Regions from separate parts of the Mus musculus genome. Here region 2 is linked to region 1. The links are chromatin contacts, called in public HiChIP or PLAC-seq maps. All regions are on one chromosome and are shown on one strand. The core of a region is the stretch at or near the end of the contact, and the rest is flanking DNA. Distances in the headings are between cores, read along the strand shown. Region 1 overlaps Pced1b (PC-esterase domain containing 1B). Region 2 has its middle 98 kb from the start of Gm41394.

What was found. HiChIP or PLAC-seq counts read pairs in DNA pulled down with a chosen protein or histone mark.
Region 2: a contact with region 1 is called in an H3K4me3 HiChIP or PLAC-seq map of bone marrow-derived macrophages, with 2.5 times the contacts expected there. The contact joins two enhancer-like sites. A contact is called at or near these places in 1 of 484 Hi-C or Micro-C datasets (nephron progenitors), 4 of 115 datasets of contacts at active chromatin or transcription factors (CD8 T cells, bone marrow-derived macrophages, large pre-B cells and 1 more) and 3 of 9 other capture datasets (adipose tissue, liver and pancreatic islet).

What each region holds. Positions count from the first base shown.
Region 1 is chr15:97,357,494-97,363,766 of GRCm38.p6, reverse strand. It overlaps Pced1b (PC-esterase domain containing 1B), which reads right to left. Exons shown (of 6, transcript NM_172293.4): 4 at 2,432-2,567. Among named protein-coding and RNA genes, the nearest start is that of Gm33325, 3.2 kb to the right of the region's middle. Within about 2 kb of position 2,611, at least 164 of the 459 cell types and tissues checked have an H3K27ac peak or open chromatin away from gene starts, as enhancers often do. A contact at or near this core is called in CD8 T cells, bone marrow-derived macrophages and memory CD8 T cells, where this site is marked.
Region 2 is chr15:97,518,695-97,525,283 of GRCm38.p6, reverse strand. No RefSeq gene overlaps it. Among named protein-coding and RNA genes, the nearest start is that of Gm41394, 98 kb to the left of the region's middle. Within about 2 kb of position 4,648, at least 59 of the 459 cell types and tissues checked have an H3K27ac peak or open chromatin away from gene starts, as enhancers often do. A contact at or near this core is called in CD8 T cells, bone marrow-derived macrophages and memory CD8 T cells, where this site is marked.

The DNA.
Region 1 (6,273 bases), core at 1,362-3,861:
GGCTGAACAGCCTTTCCCATTCCAGCTAGGTTCAGTCGTGAGCTTGGCCGTGCAGCAGGCTCCCTAAAGTTTGTAACCCTTTACACAAATGATACTCAAACGGCGCCTGAGAAAAGAGGCCTTTCGTTCTATCAGAAACGCGTCTCTCACCTGTAGACAATACGGGGAGACGCCAAGCCCCTCGCTTAGTGTGTTCTGATTCCCGTTCTCCGCACAAGTGAGACCTTCATCCATATTTGATGTCACATGGTTCTTTCTCATTCTGCAGACCTGAACCTACACATCTCATTCCCTCTCCCCGAGGCCCTCAGGGCCTCTCATTGTTCTCAGCGTCTCACACGCTCACCACTGCCTTTCTTCCCCAGTCCACCCATATCAGAAGCTTTATCCTAGCCAGGGCCGGGGTACACGCTTTTGACCCCAGCACCCAGGAGTTAGAGGCAAGGCAGGAGGTCAAGGCCAGCCTGGTCTATGTAATGAGCTCCAGGTAATGTAGAACTACACTTTGAGACCTTGTGTTAAAACCTCAAAAAACAAAAACCCTTCATCCTTAGACCTAAAAGAACGCCCGGGAGGGCCCAGGCAGCAGGAGCTAACGGAGACCATGCCAAGTCTTTCATAGTCATAATCTGCACTTTAAACTGTTCTCTTAAAAATATTATATTAGCCAAGCGGTGGTAGCACACACCTTTACTCTCAGCATTGGGGAGATAGAGGCAGGAAGATCTCTGAGTTTGAGGCTAGCCTCAGCTACAGAGTGAGTTCCAGGACAGCCAGGGCTACACAGAGAAACCCTGTCTTGAAAAGCAAACAAAACAAAACAAAACACAAAACAAAAAAACAAAACCAAGACTTTTAATTTTCATTTTTGTTTTGTACTTGTCAAGCCTTCTACTGACAGTTTTTTTGTTTGTTTGTTTGTTTTGGTTTTTCGAGACAGGGTTTCTCTGTGTAGCCCTGGCTGTCCTGGAACTCACTCTGTAGACCAGGCTGGCCTCAAACCCAGAAATCCGCCTGCCTCTGCCTCCCAAGTGCTGGGGCTTATGTAAATGCTCTTCCCAGCTAAATCTAGGGTTGTGAAGGCGGTTCTGGTCAGGATGAAGACAGCTTGATGTTCTGTGGCACTCCTCCTCCCTTCTCCTACCAGATAAACACCCCCCACCCCCAGGCCCCCTAGGGCCTCTCACCTGGGCACAGTGCTCAGTCAGCAGCAGCCTTTAAAAATGCATGATAAAAAACAGCAAAGAACAAAGAGACATTTCTTATAAACTCCTCAACCTGACTTACTGCACATCTCCAGTCAGAAGCCTCCCAGTCCTCTTAGCCACCCAGCACAGGCAGGGAGAGCATGTGGCAAACTGCTCTGACTAGTCCACTTCTCTGGCCACAGCCTCTACCTCCTTTTACAGCAGGAATCACGGTGCACCTGACGCCTCGTCTCTCCAGTCTGTGTCCTAAGATGCTCATCTTGCCACTTTGCTGCCCTTCACAGACTGAGTGTGTGTGAACCTCAATAGTGTCTGAAGGCCCCGGCCTGCCTCCCTCTGTCAGGCATTTTAGCAGCCTGGGGGCCACTCCTCTGAGATGCCTGCAGGTCTCAGCCCACAGAATCTCCCTATTCTTTCAGGCTGCAATAGTCATTTTGAATATTCTAGCTCCAGTGCCTTTGATTGACAGAATCAACTATTGCAGCTGCCATTTCCTGAGAAGGACGCCCAGAGCCTCACACCCACTGTTACCTTTAGTGCCACCTACAGACTAGGAAGGAGTGTCCCGGGGAGGAAATATTTCCCAGAGGGCCCTGTTTGTCTCAAGTTGCAAGGTCGGGCCTGCCATAGCATCTAGCAGGAAAACTGAACCCTATTCCATGCCCACAGGGTGATGTCTACGAGGACTGAAACACCACAGCAAAGATGAGAGGCCGTTTTAACTTTTGATTTGGAGGGGAACAGAGGCTGCCACCAGTGACTGCCGTGGTTTCCGGTATGTCACGGGCCAGCATGTGTCTAGGGACAGTGGGTTTAGAAATCTAAGAGGGAATGGTGGACTCCAAGAATCAGAATCTTGGGAAACCCATTGATTTAAGGCTGTCTTATGATTATATTCCCAGGAGACCCTACTAAACCCTGGGGGCTTAGAGAGCTGTGTTAGCCAGCAACGTCTGAGGGAGAAACTGTCTTTTGCAGAATTTGATTGACCACAGACTGATATTTTAGGAGGAAGTAGGCTAAGAAAGCTGCAACTCTGGCCCCGCTACAGTGTTTGTTAATGAGAATTAGAGCAGGCGCTTACTATCGCTCTGAACAGAAAGAGGCTCCACACGTTCTGTGTGAGCATCAAGGTGGATATTGCAGGTCTGAGCCCCCGCTTTGTAGGTGGGGGGCTATGCCTAGTGTGCTCATGTCTGTTGTGGGGAGGGGCGCATACTTACATGTCTGTGCAAGGAAGATCCTATTGTCCAGTCCCTCCATCGCTGGGCGCCGAGAAGGAAAGAGGAAGGAAGGCGAGAGGAGAGAAAGGTGGTGATCTCCACGTTGCCTCGTTCTCATTGCCGAGTCATCCCGGCCCTGTGGAGAGAGTCAGCACTTCCTTCAGTGTCAGTGGGTGGTGCAGCTCTGGGGCAGTGGTAGGGCTTCCTCTTTGGTGGAGTTTATAAGGTGCAAACTTGGCTCTTCTCTGCATGAGCCCCGGTGCCAGCTCCCAGGCTAGCCATGCCAATACAGATCAGAGCCGCTGCCTGTTCTACACGCGTGGGACGGAGCCCTAAGCTAACTCAGTTCCCCAATCACCTTCAGGCCTTTTTCTTTTCTGCGGGCCTGGACCATAGGCTTCATTAAGGTCCTGCTGACCATTAGGGCTCTCCCACACTCCTGCCCTACTGAGTCGCCAGAGCTGCCAGACTGCCAATAGCAGTTCCCACGCCTGGCAGAGATCTCTGACACCGAAGCCAGGGACACTGGCTCCAGCTTCTCAGGATGAGTCTGTGGAGTCCATGATCTTACAAAGCAAACTACTTTTGGGGTCAGCAGACTCCGGATAAACCAGCAAGGATCAATTTCTGTAGTTTGGGGGGGCTAGAGCTTGGAGTAAGGGTGGATTGGAGCAGCATCCTGCCTACCTCCCACCTGGTTCCTCTATTTCTTTTACAATGACCAAGGGCAGTGCTTTAAACGGGTACTTTTTTTTTTTTCCATTTTTGGCTTGATTTTTGAGACAGGGTCTTACTATGTAGATTGGTCCGGAACAATCCGTGTAGACCAGACTGTCCTCAAACGCAGAGATCCACATCCCCTGCCTCCTGAATGCTGGGATTAAAGGCTGTGTCACTGTGCCTAGTCTCTTTCCTTTTGTGGTTGAGAACATTTTTGTTCCTGCTGAGGACCAAGGTTTGATTCCCAGCACTCACACGTCAGCTCTCAACCATCCATAATTCCAGTTTCGTAGGGTCTAATACCTTCTTCTCGCTTCCATGGGTACTAGGCACATACGTGGCACACAGACATACATGTGAATGTAACATTCATACATATAAATCTTTAAAACTGTAAAAGAGCTGTTTGTCTACTGGGTATGAATGTGAGTGAGCTTTGTCTTTCCACCGCGCAAGGTCTCAGGACCAAACTCAGGTCATGGGCTGGGCAGCAAGTGCTCTTACCCACTGAGCCATCTTGATGACCCCCCAAAGCTCACAATTTTTATTCTATTAGGGCATGCTTGGTTCACGTCTGTTTCCAAGTGTGGACAAGAAGACCATGAGTTCAAGGCTAGCCTCGCATACATAAGATGAGTTGCTGTCTCAAAACATCAACAGACCAAACCCTGATTTTCCCCACAGACAGAGTCTCCTAAGGTCCCATGTGGAAGTCCCTCAGTAGCCAAGCCTTGAATTCTGATCCTCCTGCCTCCGTCATATGCCTCCTTCCTACCTAGAGGCAAGAGCTCAGGTAGCTGATGTTGGCTTTGAATTCCTGATGCCTCCAAGTCTTGGGATTGTCGTCATGTACCAGCTCATTCTGTCCAAAAATCTATCATCTATCATCTATCTATCTATCTATCTATCTATCATCCATCTATCTGTCTGCCTATCTGTCTGTTTATCTATCAATCATCTATCTATCTATCTATCTATCTATCTATCAATCATCTGTCTGTCTGTCTGTCTATCTATCTATCTATCTATCTATCCCCTCCCTCTCCTGTTATGGTGGGGGGTAGGGATTCAAGACAGGGATTTCCTCTGTGTAGCCCCCTCCCCACCCACCACGTCCTGGAATTTACTCTATGGACCAAGCTGGCCTCAACTCTGCCTCTGGGATTGAAGGTGTGTGCCATTACTGCCTGGCCAAATCTCTTATTTTTAAGTGATTAATTCTGATAAAGGAGGCTGAACAAAGGGGAAGAGAACCTTTGCCTCACTCCCTAAGGTAAAACAACTGCAGCTGAGAAGTAAACCAAGCACACCAGGCCTGACACTAACTAGGCACTGGTTGCCAGCCACTGCCCTGCCCTGCCCTGCCCTGCCCTCCCTCTCCCCTCCCTCCTCTGTTCTCCTTTCCTTTCCTTTCCTTTCCTTTCCTTTCCTTTCCTTCTCTCTCTCTCTCTTTTTCACTCTTTCTTTCTGTTTCTTTAAGGTAATTGGCTAAATTAGTTCCCGGTTCTACAAGCCACAAGGAATATGAAATGGTTAGGAAGCAACCGAGCCGGGGTGTTCTGATGCTTTTAAGTGAAGAATCAATCATAGAGCGTACAGACAGCACTTATTATTGAATTAGAAACAAACACGACGGCCCATGTGTAAACGTCAGAAATCAGGACTGGTGTAGAGAGCGAGGCAGGCATCTCTGGAGAAGCAATTAAGAGCCACCTGGACGAAGCTGGGCATGGTGGTGCATGCCTTTGATCGCAGCACTTGGGAGGCAGAGGCAGGCAGATTTCTGAGTTCGAGGCCAGCCTGGTCTACAGAGTGAGTTCCAGGACAGCCAGGACTACACAGAGAAACCCTGTCTCGAAAAACAAAAATCAAAACAAAAAAAAGAATGCTCTCCTGTCCCTTTAAACAGTTTCCCCGGTAGCCCCTGGCTGGCCTGGTATTCACTGTGTTGGCTTGGAACACATTGAAATCTTCTTTCATGGCTTCTTAAGTGCTGCTATTACCATGCCTGGCTTGATATGATGCTTATTAGTATTATGGATCAAACCCAAGGTTCGCGCATGCCAGGCCAGGCAAGCACTCTATGACCCAGCTGTACCCATAAACGGATTTTCTACTTTTTATTTTGAGACAGACTCTAAGTTGCCCAAACTGGCCGTGAATACATCATCCTCTGGGTGCATGAGGTTATGACCCGATGCTACCATAAAGATTTATTTATTATTATACATAAGTACACTGTAGCTGTCTTCAGACACTCCAGAAGAGGGCGTCAGATCTCATTACTGATGGTTGTGAGCCACCATGTGGTTGCTGGGACTTGAACTCAGGACCTTCTGAAGAACAGTCAGTGCTCTTAACCGCTGAGCCATCACTCCAGCCCCTATACCTGACTTCTTAACCTCATGGGTGGCCTGTCTCCCTTCCCCACTTCTCATCCACACATGGGACAAGAGAACACTTCCTTTGTCTTATGAAGACACAGACATGGGAGGGCAGTGCTGGTGGATGGAAATTAATGCCCTGCTCTGGGAACAGCAGGGAACGGTCCCTGGCTTTGCCGGTACAATGGCCACGGGGCAGTCTCACAATACAGAACGTGCGCCCTGTAAGGGGCGGCAGCAGCTCTGTTCCGACGGATCATGATGATGACCTCATGACGGATCATGACAGCTTCGGTAGCACCAGGGATTTCAGGGGAAAGGCTGAAGAGAAAGGTTTGATGAGCAATAACCTGATAATAAACACCGGCTTCAAAACAAGCATGCGCAAAACACAAAGCAGCAAGCGAAAAACTAAGGACTTTAAAGCTTTGCTGATGTTGCTTTGTGTGTGTCTGTGTGTATGTATGTATGTGTGTGTATATGTGCATGTCTATGTATGTATGTGTATGTTTCTGTGTGTCTGTGTATATACATGTGTGTGTGTGTCTGTGTATCTGTGTGTATGCATATGTGTGTCTGTGTCTGTATGCCTTGTTCTGTGTGTGTGTATGTGCATGTCTGTGTATGTATGCATGTGTGTATGTGTGTATGTACATATGTATATGTCTTTGTATGTATGTGTGTATGTGTGTATGTGTGTGTATGCATGTGTGTATGTATATACGTATATGTGTGCGT
Region 2 (6,589 bases), core at 3,399-5,898, 160 kb before region 1:
AAGAGTTGCTGGGGTCATGATATCTTTTCACAGCAATAGGAACCCTAACTAAGACACCATATCTTAAAGTCTATAAAGCTATGTGCTTTTGTAAAATTCGATAGTAAAAAGATGAAATTATTCTCAATTACCACAAATTATACAAAATCCAACCCCCTAAAAAATTGGCTCACTGCTGTCAAACAACAAAACCTTAGGTTTTAGCTATTTATATCACCACCCAACCAAGAGACTCCATTTCCCAACATCCTTGAAGGAATGGTCATGTGATCGGTTTTGACCAATGGCATAGAAGTCTACAGTGTTTCAGAAATTTTCTCTTGGACATGTCCAACCTGTGGCCCAGATGCCACTTGCTCCCCAAGTTATCTGTGATTTCTGCCTAACACAGAATTGTACATTTACTTAACACATCATGTGAGTTGTGGTGGTTTGAATGAAAATGGCCTGTAGTGGCTGGTTTTGTGTGTCAACTTGACACAAGCTGGAGTTATCACAGAGAAAGGAGCCTCCCTTGAGGAAATGCCTCCATGGGATCCATCTGTAAGGCATTTTCTCAATTAGTGATCAAGGATGTGAGGGCCCGTTGTGGGTGGTGAGATCCCTGAGCTGGTAGTCTTGGGTTCTATAAGAAAGCAAGCTGAGCAAGCCAGGGGAAGCAAGCCAGTAAACACTATTCCTCTATGGCCTCTGCATCCACTCCTGCCCCTGAGTTCCTACCCTGTGTGAGTTCCAGTCTTGAGTTCTTTGATGATGAACAGCAGTGTGGAAGTGTAAGCTGAATAAACCCTTTCCTCCCCAACTTGCTTCTTGGTCATGACGTTTTGTGCAGGAATAGAAACCCTGACTAAGACATGGTCTGATAAGCTAATATATTTGAATGTTTGGCTCCCAGTTGGTGGAGCTATTTAGGAAGAATTAGGAGATGTGGCCTCACTTGATCTGGTGGGCTACCAGTGGTGGGCTCTGAGATTTCAAAAGCCCATGCCAGCCCCCCTCTCCTCTCTCCTCTCCTCTCCTCTCCTCTCCTCTCCTCTCCTCTCCTCTCCTCTCCTCTCCTCTCCTCTTCTCTCATCCCTCTTTTCCCCACCCCCCAAAACTTACAGATCAGATGTGGGCTCTCAGCTATCACTCCAGTGTCCCACCTATCTGCCTGCAGCCACACTCCCACCATGATGACCATAGATTAACCCTCTGAAACTATAAGCAAGTCTCCCATAAATGCTTTCTGCTCTAAGTTGCCCTGATCATGGTGCCTCCTCAGCAATAGAACAGCAACCAAGACAAGGTTTTGGGGTGATATTTTTTCTTGTATGTGTTGCCTCGCTCCTGTGTCATTTGTTGTGGATGATAATGTCTTGTTGCAGTGTCAAAGGATGAACACGGCTGCGTGGAGAGAGCTCGTGCTTTTCTCACACTTCCCTTATCTAGGCTGGCTTTGAAAATGGATGTAATAACCAAGTCACTGACACCTTCACATTCCTCTTAGAATGATCATTATAATTACTATAACCATGAGAAGGAACACCATGCTAGGAGCATCAGAAGGAAGAACTGGCAGGGGTCTGGGCTCTTAGTGACTGACGTCAGCCACATCTGTCTGGATTCCCAGTGGATTTCTTTTAGGAGAGAAGAATGGATTTCTGTGGTAGATCTGCATCTCTAGCCTTGAAATTAGAGAAAGCATGAGAGGTTTGTGAGTGGGGTGAGATGTAAGCAGGGAGAGGCCTTTTCAGAAGAACACGTTACAGCTGAATAAATGGTATTCTGTGGTATTGAGGGAACCCAGCTGACCCATTTACTCACTAAGATGATTTTGGTTTCTCCTGTTTTTAACTATTATAAATGATTATGGTGATATTATCAGATATGTATAATACTGCTGTGAACAGACACCATGACTAAGGCAACTCTTATAAAGGACAACATTTAATTGGGGCTGGCTTACAGGTTCAGAGGTTCAGTCCATTATCATCAAGGTGGGAACATGGCAGCATCCAGGCAGGCGTAGTGCTGAAGGAGCTGAGAATTCTACGTCTTCATCTGAAGGCTACTAGCAGAATACTGGCTTCCAGGCAGCTAGGATGAGGGTGTTAAGCCCACACCCACAGTGACACACCTACTCCAACAAGGCCACACCTTGCAATAGTGCCACTCCCTGGGCTGAGCATATATAAACATCACACATTACTGCTGAATAAATAGTATTCTGTGGTATTGAGGAAACACAGTTAATCCATTTACTGACAAAGATTATGTTGGTCTTTCCTGTTTTTAACTATTACAAATGGCTATGGTGATATTGGCAGATATGTACAGGTTTGGGGGCTAACATACACATCTTTATTTTCTGTGATAAACTGTGACAATCATATGGAATTCTCACAGTTGGGTGTTTAGTTTTCTAAGAAACTGGAAACATATTTTCCCGAGTGTTTGTGCCATGTAGAGCAATGTAGGAGAGGTTGAGTTTTCCTGTTTTGTCACCAGCTTTGGGCACGGTCATAGGATTTTCTATTTGACATCTTATTTTAGCCTGGATTTGAATTTTGTGGCTAGTGATGTTGTGTTTTTTTGTTTTGTTTTTGTTTTTTTTTTTTTTGTCCTCTCTCTTTCTCTCAGTGAGGAAGACTATTTCGTAGCTACTTCTTGAGAATGTATTTGATCGAGGTGGGGCAGGAACGGTGGGGTTCATGGCAGCTGCAGAGTGTGGCTGGGACCTCTCACCTCTGAGCAGACCAGGAAACAGCGACAGGGGCAGGCTTTGCTCCTCAGGTCCCATCCTCAGTGAATTATTTCCACCAACCAAGCCCCACTACTTTCTTGAAGGTTCCCGAGGTCCCCAAAACAATTACCAGCGGGGGACCAAGTGTTCACATACAGTAGTGTGTGGCAGACATGTCACATTTGACTCATACCTTTCTGTCCCAGGCGCCCTAGGTATACAGCCACTTCATAATGTAGAATGCACACCGCACAACGTCAGAAGTCTCCCTAGTCTTAACAGTTGCAACGGTGCCTAAGAGTGCACGGTCCAAAGTCTCCTGAGAGGCTTTGTAAACGTCAGAAAACAAGGAGCACACTTCTGCTATACAGTGGCACAATCATTACTGTTCCTGGAGCCATTGGGACAAAAGGATGGACAAAGCAGGACACACCAGGACAAACACACCGGACCCTGCAGCCTCTTGCTCAATAGCTAGGTAGCATCCTCTGGGCTCCAGTGGGCTTAGGTAGCCCCACCCCTCTGCCTGAAGTGTGCATGGCCTCTCTCTTGGGCCAGTTCTATGCAGTGGTGGCTGATGGCATCATCAGGTAGCCCACATTCCCAGATATTCAGTAGACGGGAGTCCCCATTGCAGCCTAGGTTTCCCATCACAGTTTCATGTGCAGCCCACTCTGGAGCTCCACACAGGGAATCTACACACACACACACACACACACACACACACACACACACACGCACACACGCACACACACCACACACACATACACACCACACACACCCCCACACCACACACACACACATACACACACACATGCACACACACCACACACACACCACACACACACACACACACCACACACACACACACACACACACACACACACACACACACACACACCACACACACACCACACACACATACACACCACACCCCCACACACACCACACACACCACATACACACACACACCACATACACACACACCACACACACACACACCACACACACACACACACACCATTCACCACACCACACACACACACACACACACACACACACACACGCACACGCACACGCACACGCACACACACACACACTACCTATCTTCAGTGGCTTTCTGATACTTTAATGCAAGCCTCCATGTTCTCATGGACCCTGTCTTAGTCAGGGTTTCTATTCCTGCACAAAACATCATGACCAAGAAGCAAGCTGGGGAGGAAAGGGTTTATTCAGCTTACACTTCCACACTGTTGTTCATCACCAAAGGAAGTCAGGACTGGAACTCAAGCAGGTCAGGAAGCAGGAGCTGATGCAGAGGCCATGGAGGGATGTTACTTACTGGCTGGCTTCCTCTGGCTTGCTCAGCTTGCTTTCTTATAGAACCCAAGACTACCAGCCCAGGGATGGCACCACCCACAATGGGCCCTCCCACTCTTGATCACTGAGAAAATGCCTTATAGCTGGATCTCATAGAGGCATTTCCTCAAGGGAGGTTCCTTTCTCTGTGATAACTCTAGCTTGTGTCAAGTTGACACACAAAACCAGCCAGTACAACTCCTGAATTCTATACACCAGACAAATTGGCAATATGTGAACAACACCAACCTTCGTTGCCACCCTGGCCTGATCTTGAACAAATGCTCCTGTGTGCCATTGTGTCAGACCATGGAAAAGCATTTCACTATGGTCCCTGGGAAAGTGTTCCCCTCTATGGCTCTGCTTCAGCAGGCTCCCCTTGGAGACTCTCTGTGATTAGAAACATTCACTCCAAATGTGTTTTTATTATTATACTCCAGAGTCTTTGGTGGGTGAGGGTTTGTCCTCATAGAATCTTTCCTGTTGCCCCAGTGTAAAGTGGGTCCCTCTCCAGTGGCATCTGTCTTTCTAACCATTACAGTTACTGTGTCTGTAGCTTCCTCTTGCAGATTGTCTGCAACGTTAACCACATTCATGTTCCCACCCTTTCCACACTTCCTGTACCATCATCTCTTTCACACACTGCAACTCTGGCTAAGCGCATTGAGCAGTAACCATCCCATAGCCTGAAGGCTCTATTGACCCTAAATTTCCTCCACCAGATGACTTAATCCATTGCCTTTTGATACAGCCACATTCATATTTCAAGGGATAGGCAACAGGGAACCAACCAGGTGCTCTGCCAGAAAAGAACATGAGTGGCTTCTAGCTTCCGTTCTGAAGCATCATGGTCACCATCTTTACTGTGTCGTATGTGGTCTTCCGAACTCCCAGCAGACAGAGTGACCTACTAAGCTCTGTTGACTGCACTCTCCAGACTTCAGTTATGAACTCTTCCCCATTTCTTCCGCAAACCATTTCTACAGACGCATCACCAGGTTTATCACAGAATCTGGCTCTCTGGTACCATATTTCCTTCCTTTTTTTCATGACAGTGAAAAATGCCTGACGAGGCACGACTTACGGGAGGAAAGGCTGACCTTGGCTTGAGATACAGTCCACATGTTAGGGAGGGAACAGTGGGGTTTACTGTGGTGAGAGATATGAGCCATTTGTCATATTCTTGGTTGGTATGTTCTCTTGTTATATACCTGTCTTTCCACGTTGGACTTCAGAGAGGCAAAAAGCTCTACATCTGGTTTTCTTTTTTTTTCTTTTTTTTTTCTCTTTATTCATTATATGTAAGTACACTGTAGCTGTCTTCAGACACTCCAGAAGAGGGAGTCAGATCTCGTTACGGATGGTTGTGAGCCACCATGTGGTTGCTGGGATTTGAACTCCTGACCTTCGGAAGAGCAGTCGGGTGCTCTTACCCACTGAGCCATCTCACCAGCCCTTTTTTTTTTTTTTTTTTATTACATCTGGTTTTCAATTATTTCTGTTATGGTGTCATGTCAAATAAGTTTCTACCCTCCTGTGTGATGTTGTAAAAAATTTCTCTGATTTACATTTAAAGGTGAGATTTATTTTAAATTAGCTTTTTATGCGACAGGAGGTTTGCATTGAAGTTTTCTTCGGTTTTTCCAATGGATATCAAGTTGTTCCAGTACTTATATATATGTTTGCACTGCTATCGGTTTTTTTTTGAGCTGCTGTTGTGCTTTCTGTAAACAATCAGATATCTATCTATATGTGCATGCAGAAAAGTCTTGGTTCCCCATTCTGTCCTATTAATCTCAGTATCCATTCCTCTGCCAATTCCAGAGGGCTTCTTCACTGCATTGCCACATCTTTGCATGGCTCCAGGGTCTTGACCTGATTGCCATGATGAAGCAATCAAGAAATGACAGACAAACAGACATAGAAAAAGCTAGGGCCTGGTAGCCTGGGCTCTCTGATGGAGAAGCCGCAGCGCCTGCAAACACATGCGCATGCGCATGCGCATTCTCCGTAGGGGAACAGTCTGGGCTGTCAAGATCCACACTAGGGCCAAGAGAAGGCTTTGCCACTCTCACCATCAAGTGAGCTGGGAAATGCTCCCTTCTCTTTTAATCTGTGCAAGAAATTACGCAGAAGCAGTGCGGCTTCCTTTAAACTATTTTATAGAATTTTCCAATGGAGCAATCTCTGTTTTCCCGGAATCTTATAGAACAAAATTTTTTTAAAAATTCACAGAAAGAACTCATCCGATTTCGTATTATACCATACTATTCTCACCCCATGGGGTCGGAGGAGTATTTTTTAAAAAGATTTATTTATTTATTTTATGTATGTGAGTAGCTGTACAGATGGTTGCGATGCTGGGATTTGAACTCGGGACCTCCAGAAGAGCAGTCAGTGCTGCTAACCGCTGAGCCATCTCTCCAGCCTCAGAGGGGTATTTTGCAAGTTTCAAGTATACTCTCTGGTCCCAGCAGTGATAAGGTTCTGAGGAAGAACTGCTTG